3 separate regions of the Mus musculus genome follow, and all the other regions are linked to region 2. Evidence: chromatin contacts called from public Hi-C and promoter capture Hi-C data. All regions are on one chromosome and are shown on one strand. Each heading gives the region's core, a stretch centred on a gene start, on an enhancer-like site or on the middle of the called end of the contact. The rest is flanking DNA. Distances are from core to core; before and after follow the strand shown. Region 1 has its middle 10 kb from the start of Gm46015. Region 2 holds the start of Tgfb1 (transforming growth factor, beta 1). Region 3 holds the start of Cyp2b10 (cytochrome P450, family 2, subfamily b, polypeptide 10).

What was found. Promoter capture Hi-C pulls out the DNA fragments that hold promoters and counts their contacts. Hi-C and Micro-C count contacts between places; a contact is called where the count stands out from the background.
Region 1: a promoter capture Hi-C map of embryonic stem cells shows a contact between it and region 2, with 4 times the contacts expected there. The contact joins the enhancer-like site here to the promoter of Tgfb1 in region 2. A contact is called at or near these places in 6 of 39 promoter capture datasets (cranial neural crest, embryonic stem cells, liver and 1 more), 2 of 484 Hi-C or Micro-C datasets (embryonic stem cells and nephron progenitors), 4 of 115 datasets of contacts at active chromatin or transcription factors (embryonic stem cells, memory CD8 T cells and pancreatic cancer cells) and 2 of 9 other capture datasets (adipose tissue and liver).
Region 3: a Hi-C map of embryonic stem cells shows a contact between it and region 2, with 5 times the contacts expected there. The contact joins the promoter of Cyp2b10 here to the promoter of Tgfb1 in region 2. A contact is called at or near these places in 1 of 39 promoter capture datasets (stem cell-derived epiblast-like cells), 1 of 15 datasets of contacts at CTCF or cohesin (embryonic stem cells), 4 of 484 Hi-C or Micro-C datasets (all in embryonic stem cells), 3 of 115 datasets of contacts at active chromatin or transcription factors (embryonic stem cells and pancreatic cancer cells) and 1 of 9 other capture datasets (pancreatic islet).

What each region holds. Positions count from the first base shown.
Region 1 is chr7:25,846,389-25,850,129 of GRCm38.p6, forward strand. No RefSeq gene overlaps it. Among named protein-coding and RNA genes, the nearest start is that of Gm46015, 10 kb to the left of the region's middle. Within about 2 kb of position 1,788, at least 85 of the 459 cell types and tissues checked have an H3K27ac peak or open chromatin away from gene starts, as enhancers often do. A contact at or near this core is called in adipose tissue, embryonic stem cells, liver and 3 more, where this site is marked.
Region 2 is chr7:25,684,926-25,688,824 of GRCm38.p6, forward strand. Tgfb1 (transforming growth factor, beta 1) reads left to right here and starts at 2,077. Exons shown (of 7, transcript NM_011577.2): 1 at 2,077-3,298. The coding sequence starts at 2,944. B9d2 (B9 protein domain 2) reads left to right here. Exons shown (of 4, transcript NM_001362154.1): 4 at 1,056-1,637. The coding sequence ends at 1,369.
Region 3 is chr7:25,895,438-25,899,091 of GRCm38.p6, forward strand. Cyp2b10 (cytochrome P450, family 2, subfamily b, polypeptide 10) reads left to right here and starts at 2,221. Exons shown (of 9, transcript NM_009999.4): 1 at 2,221-2,418. The coding sequence starts at 2,248.

The DNA of each region.
Region 1 (3,741 bases), core at 538-3,037, 160 kb after region 2:
TCTATCTGTGCCAGGTTTCTTTAGTCTTTTCTATATAAACTGGGAGTCTTTTCTATATAAACTGGGTAAACTGTACACCAGGTTCCCTAATCTGCAGGTTTAGTCCTTTTTGCAAGTTGCACTATGTAGTCTAGGGAGTGACCATCCTCTTGCTTTAGCTCCCCCGTGCTGATACAATAGAACCACCACATCCAGAAAGACTTTGGTTCTCTAAGATATCTACATCATATGGGGTGGCATTTGTCTTCTCTGTGTTATCTGCATCTATTTTTTTTTTCTTTTTTTAAAGGACGGATCTCCTTGTTATTCTGGCTGGCCTTTAACTTACACCAGACTGGCTCCCATTTGTGGCAATCCTCCTGTCTCTGTTTACTGAGTGCTGAGATTAAAAGCCATGTGGTGTCATGCTTGACCTAAATTTTCTTTTTCTTGAGGTGAGGTTTTGAAACTGCAAAAATTCCAAATGTTGGAATCACATGCATACTTCACCATGCCAGTAAGATCTATATCTATTTCACATCCCTATCATGTGTATTTTACACACACACACACACACACACACACACACACACACACACACACACACACAGAGGCACACTCGCACCCACTCACCCACTCACCCACTCAGACACACACACCTAGGCACACTCACACACACAGACACACTCTCACACATACTCACATACACACACCTACAAGCACAGACACACACACTCCAAGGATAACCGTGACCTCCTGGTCCTCTTGCCTTCACTTCCCAAGTGTTGCCGTTACAGGTGTGTGCCACCACGCTCAGTTAATGCTCAGTTGTGCGGAGCTGGGAATTAAACTCAGTTAGTGGATGCTAGGTGAGCACTTGGCCCATTCTGCCAGCCTGCTATCTGTCTATCTGAATAATCGATATGCCATTTATGTCTTTACAATCTCTTATCTCTCATATATACCTAGATTATTCGTATGTTACAGATATCATCTATATAATTTGCTTGTATTTGTAACTATCTATATCTATGCTCATTTTACATTTATATATAGTATTCAGAATAACATTATGTTATTGCTATATATTTACTGAGGACTTTTATTTTTTTTTAAAGGTAGATTCAAAAGCTGGGTGGTGGTGGTGGTGGCACATGCCTTTAATACCAGGGCTAGGGAGGCAGAGGCAGGCAGATCTCTATGAGTTTGAGGCCACCCTAATCTACCTAGCAAGTTTCAGGACAGCCAAGGCTCTACAGAGAGACCCTGTCTTGAAAAGCAAAAACAACAACAACAACAAAAAAAACCAAAACAAAACAGAAAAAGAAAACAACCCCCACAAACCACAAAAAATAAAAAACAAAATGAACAAAAAACCCCAAACCAAACCAACCAAACACACAAACGAAAAAAAAAAAAACTAGATTAATTTAGGCTCTTGTCTGTAAAGCAGCAAGTTGAATATTTTCATCCATTTACATTCCTAAACATCATCCCAACTACACAGGTACCCAAGTAGGGGCTAGACCAATCCTTGATACTGCCCAGAGAGACTGAATACTTTCTGACTTCAGGCTAGATTCCAGTAACCCCAGACCTTCCCTGTCCTTTTACATATAGCGTTCCACAGATATAACGGTGCTCAGACAGAACCACGTTTTTTGAAAATCCATGACACCCACAGACAAGACTAAATATTCCTCAGGTCTCTCTCTTCCAGTGAGAAACCTTCTCTGTATACTCCTTTTTAAGTCTAGTTCCCTGTAACCCCGCCAAAGATAAGAGCCTCCACACCACCAGGTGGCGCTGTTAGTTCGTAGATGACTGGGAGAGAGTAAAATTCGCGTCTGTGAGAGGACGACTAAGGGGAGAGAACTACACCTCTCACTCAATTCTCAAAAGTCCCGAGGAGGGGTGGAGAGGTGGTTCGGGTGTTAAGAATGCATACTGCTTTTGCAGAGGACTGAGTTTAGTGCCGAGCACCCACACAAGGGTACTCACAACTGCCTGTAACAACCCCTCCAGGCTCCATGCCTTCCTGGCTCTATGGGCACCCACACTCATTTGCACAGTTCCCCGTGCATACAAATAATTAAAAAGAAAACAGATCTTTTAAAAGAAGTCCCGAGGAGAATGTGCTTTAGATTCTCCCTTTCAAGATAGACGGAGGCTCAGGCAGTCGATGCAGCTGCTTAAATCAATGCGAAGCTCCGATACAGTACAGTGTGGTGAAACTGGCTGATTGATTCAAGAAACTGACCAGGCGCTGGTGGCACATGCCTTTAATCCGAGTACTCGGGAGACAGGGGTAGGTGGATTTCTGTGAGTTCGAGGCTAGCCTGGTCTACGGAGTGAGTTCCAGGATAGCCAGGTCCACACAGAAAAGCCAAAATGTCAAGAAAAGCCAAAAATGAAATTTTAAAAAAAAGGGGAGGGGGGAAGGGGAAAAAAAAAGAATTGACTCTGAACAGCAGAGTAGGAAAGGGCACTTTTTTTTTTTTTAATGTTTGATATCGACTTTTATTAAATTTTAAAAAACTTTAGGATACACAGTGAAAATCTGTCCTACATGATCAGTATGGTTTGGGTATAATGTTTCCTCCCCATAATCATGTATGGACAGCTTTGTGTCGATGCAATGCTCAGAACTGAGTTTTGGGAAAGGGATGGGATCATGAAGGTTGTGACCTACTTAGTAGATTAATCCATTGATGGTCTCAGTTCTAATGTCATTATTAGGACGTGATGGTAGGCAACAGGTGGGACCTATTGGAGACTTAGGTCAGGGTGTGTTTTGAAAGCTGTGTCTTTTTGGTGTCCTCTTCTTTCTCTGTTTTCTGACCATCATGAGATGAGTAGCTTTGCCCTGCCATGCCTGCTCTCCATTTATGCCCCGATTCATGGCAACCTAAAGGCTGAAACTGAACTGAAATAAAAAGTTCTTCCTTTAAACAGCTTACCTAAGGGAGAAGACGTGACTAATATAGTAGCATTTCTAAGGTCCATGGGCAGTCTCCATATTGATAATTCCTCCCAGTCTCCTGAGATTAAATTCAAAATTTACAATTTTGTGGCACGTTTTTATTATGTAAGCTTCTTGCTAATTTATCCTAAGCAGACATCAGTGGGAATGCTGAAAGCCAGTTTTGAAGCTCTTGAAGCCTCAGGATATTTTAGCAAATGCAGTTACTGTTTCATAGCTTCTGCCCTGAATAGTCAAGCATCAGGCTCTGTATTTCATTTTATTTTATTATTAAACAATAGGCACAGGCAATGATGGAATTTATAGAAGACTGGAGTCTGAAATGTATGGGTATTCCTTCTTGCTGTACAACTTCTTTTTTAAAAAAATTTTTTTAGGTATTTTCTTCGTTTACATTTCCAGTGCTATCCCAAAAGTCCCTCATACCCTCCCCCACACTCCCCTACCCACCCACTCCCACTTCTTGGCCCTGGCGTTCCCCTGTACTGAGGCATATAAAGTTTGTGCAAACAATGGGCCTCTCTTTCCACTGATGGCCGACTAGGCCATCTTCTCCTACATATGCAGCTAAAGACACAAGCTTCAGGGGGTACTGTTTAGTTCATAATGTTGTTCCACCTATAGGGTTGCAGATCCCTTTAACTCCTTGGGTATTTTCTCTAGCTCCTCCATTGGGGGCCCTGTGATCCATCCAATAGCTAACTGTGAGCATCCACTTCTGTGTTTGCTAGGCCTCGGCATAGTCTCACAAGAGACTGCTATATCAGGGTCCTTTCAGC
Region 2 (3,899 bases), core at 827-3,326:
ACTGACTGGATCTGTCATTCCCCTAGGTGCCTAGAGAGCCCACTTCTTTAAGCATTTATGTTGCATCCTGGTTGGCTTGTTTGCTTTTTGAGATAGAGTCTCAGAACATAGTCCAGCCTAGCCTGGGGCCTCAGCAGCCCAAGTGTGTGCCAAAATGTCACCCTTCAGATATGTAGCCCTGGTTGTCCTAGAACTCATTGTGTAGCCCAGGCTAGCCTTGAACTTCTGGGGATCCTCTTGCCTCTACCTCCCAAGTGCTGGCATTCCAGCTGTACACTGCAGTGTTCAGCCCCAAATGTCACCTTCTTTAGGAAAGCTTCCTTCAGCTGCTCCCCAATTTTCCAAACTACATCTCCACCCCTCCCTTTCTGGCTGTTGTTTTTCCCCAGAGCGGTTATCACCATATGACATACCCTATAATTTACTTATTTACTATGTTGGTTGTCTAGGATGTCAGCTTCACGGGGCAGGAATTTTTGTCTGCTGTGTTCATTGCTGTGTCCCCAGCCTGGAGAACAGGGCCTGCCAGGGGAGGGCTTAGGGTTGGGGGGGGGGGGGGCTGGGCTGCATCTCCAAGCATTGGACTGTCAGGCTGGGACACTCAGCTGTGCATTGAGGCCACTAGAAACCTAACGAAGGGGAGAGATGGCTCCACTGGGGAAGAAAGGAAATCTGAGTCAGGTGCGTGAGAGCAAAGCAAGTCCATGAGGAGGAGGGCGGAAGGGGTCTAAGCTGAGGTGCTGACCTGGGGGCCTGGGAGAGTGAAGAGACCACAAAGGGAGGTCAGACGAGGCCAGACTTGACTTGAGAGGTTGGACTTTGTTCTGTGGCCCAGGGGAGTCATGGGAGGGTTTTGAGCAAGAGGGTAATGTGGATTGCTCTAGATTCCTGTGACTACTATGTGGAGTGAGTGGGAGATGAGAACCCAGAGAGGAAATTCAGGCAATAATCCAAGGTAAAAGTACTGTGCGAGGTCTCCAGTGGTTTCAATGCTGGGAACCCGGGAGCAGGGTTCTGCCCCTTTGTCCTTTTCTCTAACGCCTCTCCTCCCGCAGGTTGGCCTCGACTCCATCTCCAGGTGTGGTCCCAGGACAGCTTTGGCCGCTGCCAGCTTGCTGGCTATGGCTTTTGCCATGTGCCTAGCAGCCCAGGCACTCATCAGCTGGACTGCCCTACATGGAGGCCCCTGGGCAGTTGGAGGGAGCAGCTAGCACGGGCTTTCGTGGGTGGTGGGCCACAGCTGCTGCACGCAGATACCATCTACAGCGGGGCTGACCGCTACCGCCTGCACACGGCCGCGGGTGGCACAGTGCACCTTGGTATCGGCCTGCTGCTGCGCCACTTCGATCGCTATGGAGTGGAGTGTTGAGGGACTTCATTGCTACTAATCGCCATCATCCACTGAGCACATAATGGCACAGCAGTGAAGCAGGCACGTGGACTCTGGAGACTGTCAGTCCTGATCACCCCCAAGTCATGGCCCCTATGCCATGGACTGCAAGGCCAGGAACTCCCCTGTGGCCCATGCTCCACTGAACTACGGGGTAGAAAGGGCTGTGGGTTGGAGGGACATGAGCAGGGCCCACTGTTTGGACTGTCGGGGGCACTTAATAAAAGCGTGTATTTCTCATGGGTAAGGTGCCTCCTTGTATCCGCTAAAGCTCTCAGACGTCGGTCTCCTTATTTCACTCTCCTTGACACTCTCATCCGCAAAGTCTGCCCCTGCCTTTCGCTCTCCACCGCCTAGGTCCCCACTTCTAATACAGGACTCTGTTTTCTCACGAAGTCCCAATTTTTCCTTTGACCCTTCAACAACTCCCAAATCCACCGGGGCGCTTTGGTTGGTCACCGGCTTTAGTAGTGCTCCGCCGCCAGGAGGCAGCACCCTGGAGGTGGGGCGAGGCCGGGGTGCCCGCCCCCTCCCCGCAGGGCTGAAGGGACCCCCCTTGGAGCCCGCCCACGCTAAGATGAAGACAGTGCCCCCCCATGCCCTCCCCCTGGGGCTGCCCCCGCCCCGCGCGCGCTTCCTGGGTGGGGCCGGGGCGGCTTCAAAACCCCCGCCGCCCCAGCCGGTCCCGCCGCCGCCGCCGCCCTTCGCGCCCCAGGCCGTCCCCCTCCTCCTCCCGCCGCGGATCCTCCAGACAGCCAGGCCCCCGGCCGGGGCAGGGGGGACGCCCCTTCGGGGCACCCCCGGCTCTGAGCCGCACTCGGAGTCGGCCTCCGCTGGGAGCCGGCAAAGGAGCAGCCGAGGAGCCGTCCGAGGCCCCAGAGTCTGAGACCAGCCGCCGCCGCAGGGAGGAGGGGGAGGAGGAGTGGGAGGAGGGACGAGCTGGTTGAGAGAAGAGGAAAAAAGTTTTGAGACTTTTCCGCTGCTACTGCAAGTCAGAGACGTGGGGACTTCTTGGCACTGCGCTGTCTCGCAAGGAGGCAGGACCTGAGGACTCCAGACAGCCCTGCTCACCGTCGTGGACACTCGATCGCTACCCGGCGTTCCTCAGACGCCCCTATTCCGGACCAGCCCTCGGGAGCCACAAACCCCGCCTCCCGCGAAGACTTCACCCCAAAGCTGGGGCGCACCCCTTGCACGCCGCCCTCCCCCCAGCCTGCCTCTTGAGTCCCTCGCATCCCAGGACCCTCTCTCCCCCGAGAGGCAGATCTCCCTCGGACCTGCTGGCAGTAGCTCCCCTATTTAAGAACACCCACTTTTGGATCTCAGAGAGCGCTCATCTCGATTTTTACCCTGGTGGTATACTGAGACACCTTGGTGTCAGAGCCTCACCGCGACTCCTGCTGCTTTCTCCCTCAACCTCAAATTATTCAGGACTATCACCTACCTTTCCTTGGGAGACCCCACCCCACAAGCCCTGCAGGGGCGGGGCCTCCGCATCCCACCTTTGCCGAGGGTTCCCGCTCTCCGAAGTGCCGTGGGGCGCCGCCTCCCCCATGCCGCCCTCGGGGCTGCGGCTACTGCCGCTTCTGCTCCCACTCCCGTGGCTTCTAGTGCTGACGCCCGGGAGGCCAGCCGCGGGACTCTCCACCTGCAAGACCATCGACATGGAGCTGGTGAAACGGAAGCGCATCGAAGCCATCCGTGGCCAGATCCTGTCCAAACTAAGGCTCGCCAGTCCCCCAAGCCAGGGGGAGGTACCGCCCGGCCCGCTGCCCGAGGCGGTGCTCGCTTTGTACAACAGCACCCGCGACCGGGTGGCAGGCGAGAGCGCCGACCCAGAGCCGGAGCCCGAAGCGGACTACTATGCTAAAGAGGTCACCCGCGTGCTAATGGTGGACCGCAACAACGGTGAGCTCCGAGGGGCCGGGGAGCCAGGAGGGAGCCCCCAGGGGGCGCCGGAGTGCAGGGGTCACCGGGAGGAAATTACCCTCAGAGGAAACTGGCTGGAGGAAGGGGAGCCCTGGGGGCACCGGGACAACTGTGTGGGTGTCCCAAAGAGGCTGGCACTTTCCCGTACCCCAGGTGTCTTTGAGAGGAATAGACAGCCTGCCAAAGTGATCCTCTCCTAGAAAAGCAAGGTCGTGGGGAGAGTCCCCTCTAGAAGAGGAGCATTTGGCAGGTTTTGTTTTAAGTTCCCCTAATGGTGCCTAAAAATGCAGGGCTCGCTGGGTGGTCTCTTTCCAGAAAGGTAGAACCCAGCTCAAGAGAATGGAAGGTGTCCAACATTTCGGAATGGAGATGCAATGTGGAAAGCCGACCCCAGACCGGGTCGTGAGATGGAGAGAAAACCTAGGGGATGGGTACCCTAGAACTGCCAAATAAAATCTCTAGTGGGCTTACTCTCAGAAAGCGACAGGCGCACGCTAGAGAGTGTGATCTGTGGAGTCACTACGGGGTTACAAGTGAAAAAGGAAAGCGACGTTGTTGGGAGAAGGACTCTAGAGAGGAG
Region 3 (3,654 bases), core at 971-3,470, 210 kb after region 2:
CCCAGTGGGAGCCATGAAGTGTGTTCTATGCAGTAACTGGCACAATACTTACATTTTGGAGAGGTGTATATTGCCTCCACTTTTTAATAGACAGAAGTACAGAGAGATTAAGAGTCTTGTCTAAGACCACACAGTGGATTAGAACTACATTGTCCACATGATAGCTGCTTTCCAAATGTGGCCATCAAGAGCTTGGCATGTTCTAAATGTGATAGCACACATCTGTGGTCCCAGTAGTGGGGAGGCCAGAAGAGAACATTATGAGTTCAAAGTCAGCCTGGGATATGTAGGGGGACCTTGTCTAAGACCAAAGAATGAAGAGTTCAACCAATGGGCTTAAAATGTGTGGTGGTTTGAACTTATTTACTTCAGAAGTTGAAGCAAGTCGACCACAACCAGTTTGAGCTATAAAGATGTAGCTAAAACAGATAGCTGGATATGGTAGTACAAACCTGAAATCCTGACACCTGGGATGTAGAGGCAGAAGGACCAGGAACCTAGGATGGACAGTGAGACTCTTTCTCCCAAATTCCTGCTACCAAGCAACTGAGGAGAAGGATTTATTTCCTCTCAGTTTCATTGCAGGGGAGGTATGGCATTTGGGGCTTGGTCTAGATGTTGGAGCTTGTGGTTGTTCTTATGTACAAGAGATGGAAGAAGGAGGAGGAAGGAGAGAGGGAGGAAGAAGGGGAGAGAGAGAGAGAGAGAGAGGGAGAGAGAGAGAGAGAGAGAGAGAGAGAGGGAGAGAGAGAGAGAGATTGATTCAGTAAAGTTATAATTCATTAGGTTACCTCCAGCAACCTACTTCTTTCTTGCAAGCTTTAGCCCTAAGTGTCCTGCCACCTCCCCAAATAATATCAGTTAGGTATAGTGTTGAAACATGAACTTCTGAGACAGATTTTTGCATTCGAAATAGAACATGTTCTGAGCGGATCAATGTTACCCCTGTACTGGTGGGCTAATTAAGAACTTTCTATTTCCCTCTTAGCTTTTTATTTCCTTTTAGCAAGAGGGAAGGTCAGAGAACTTCCTGTGCTGTGAAAACAACAAGGAGGATGAGTGGAACCATTTGTCCTTAGACACAGTGGTCAGAGACAATCTGAGTTAGGGTCTCTATTTCTGTGATAAAACTTCTACAGGCAACTTGGGGAGGAAAGGATATATTTTGCTTGCAATTTATAGTTTATCATCCAAGGAAGTCGGGGCAGGAACACAAGGCAGGAAGCTGGAGGCAATGCAGAGGCCATGGAGGGATGCTGCTTACTCATCATGGCTTGCTCAGCCTGGTTTCTTATAGAACCCAGGATCACCAGTCCAGGGATGAAATTTCCCACGGTGACTTAGGCCCTCCAACATCCAATCGCTGATTAAGAAAACACTCTAAAGGCTTGCCTTCAGTGTGATTTTATGGATATATTCTCTCAATTGAAGTTCCCTCATCTCAAATGACTACAGCATGTGTCATGTTGACACAAAAGCTAGCCAGTCCAGAAACCCAGGAGCTCCATCTGCTCTGCCAGGTTTCGCCTCTGTCCACCTGACTTCTGAGCCTCACTACTCTCTTGCCTCTCCTTTTTTCTCCTCCCTTTTCTCCCATCTATGGCTATCATGGGCCAGAGAGTGAAATGGGGGCTCTGGAGAAATTATATCTGCAGACCTTAAAAAAACCTGGATCAGGGAATGAACAGGCAGAGACAAACAAAAGATCATGGGACACTACTCTTGTCAAGCCAAATGTAATCACGTTTACCCAGGACATAAAGAACATACAGAGAGGCCTCCATAATTTAAGATTAGACATGTAAATACACCCCAGACATGTAAGAATAGATTAGGTAGCACATCTAGACTCAGACACAGAAATACACATCCGTACATTCATCTCAGAAATGACCTTTCAGGTATTAAAAGCGTACAGCACACCCGCAGTCTCTTGTCCCAGTAAGTGAACAGACAAAACTGAGCTGACAAGGGCACACCCACCTCCATAAAACAAGAAGCATCACTCCCAGTGCCCTTTTGTCCTATGTATCTGTTTCATGGTGTCCTTGCCAACATCTACAGTGAGGGTAAGGGAATGAGGAGTGAGCAGCCAAAGCAGGGAGTTGCTATGGCTCCTCACGCTCTGGACAATGAGAGACAGGAGGCGGGAACAGCTGAAGTTGCATAACTGAGTGGAGAGGCGGGGCCAGCATAAAAGATCCTGCTGGAGCGTGGAGTGAAGTCAACATTGGTTAGACCAGGACCATGGAGCCCAGTGTCCTGCTCCTCCTTGCTCTCCTTGTGGGCTTCTTGTTACTCTTAGCCAGGGGACACCCAAAGTCCCGTGGCAACTTCCCACCAGGACCCCGTCCCCTGCCCCTCTTGGGGAACCTCTTGCAGATGGACAGAGGAGGCCTCCTCAAGTCTTTTATTCAGGTGAGAACAATATGAGGTCTTAGTGTGGGTTTCCCCCTGCTTTTGTTTTCGGAGGTCACTCATCAGGAAGAGCAAGAGACTCCTTCCACGGTGTAGGTTCAGGTGGGAAGGTTGCTGAGGGGAGGGTGAGATGCTGATTTGTGGTGGATGGTACTCAGATAGACAGGCAAATCTTGCTACGTTGGAGTTGTGTGGGGGCACTTGTGCTTGGGCTTCGAGAGGCGTAGAGGCGTTGAGGTGTGAGCGTGCAGAATTTCACTCCTTGGAGCTTGTCTGTTCCAGAAGAGAAAGAAAAATATCAGAGGCATCAACATGAAGGCTTGCTTCTGCCAGCAAGAGATTAGCCTGAGGTGTTCTAGGACAAAGGGGAAGAGAGGCAGAACAGGAGGAGGGGTGGGTAGGAGTGTTATCAGTTTATTCCAGCCCCTGGCTTGGCACTGACCTATCAGTGTCTATATTGGTGCTTCACACACAGTGTTTCATGTTTAATTACCACTTGCTTACAGCATCTGTAATCAGCATCCGTGATCCTGCCTTTCATGAGAGAGCTGAGGTAGTGACTATAAGTCCCATCCCTCTGTTCTTCGCCGTAGCTGTGGAGATCACACTTTTGAACCTTGTATTTGTTACCACCTGGCTTTTAAAAGATCCCTCCCCTTCCCAGCACTAGTGGCAAATCCAGTTATATTAACTTATTTTTTGAGATGGGGTCTGTCCCTGTTTTTATTTTTTTTTTATTTTTTATTTTTTTGGTTTTTCAAGACAGGGTTTCTCTGTATAGCCCTGGCTATCCTGGAACTCACTCTGTAGACCAGGCTGGCCTCGAACTCAGAAATCCACCTGCCTCTGCCTCCCGAGTGCTGGGATTAAAGGCATGGGCCACCACGCCCGGCTCCTGTTTTTATTTTTTAGGTTGGTTCCCAACTCATGATTCTCCTACCTTAGCCTCTGGAATGATAAGTGTGTCGCCACACACTGCCACACATGTTTTAAACACATGCCTCCCATGTGTGAGGAAAGGTCAAGCCAACATCCTACCTGATTTATTTTAAGAAATCCATTGACAATTCAATGTACACATATGCTGGACCTTTGTCATCTGTGACCCCTCCTTTCCCTCTTTCTCTCACAGAAACCCTTCTTTTGGCCAACATGCCTCTTCCTACCTTGATGCCCCTTTTATGTTTTTACCCACTGAGTTTAGTTAGGGTCGTTCAGGGTGGGTTGATGTGTGGT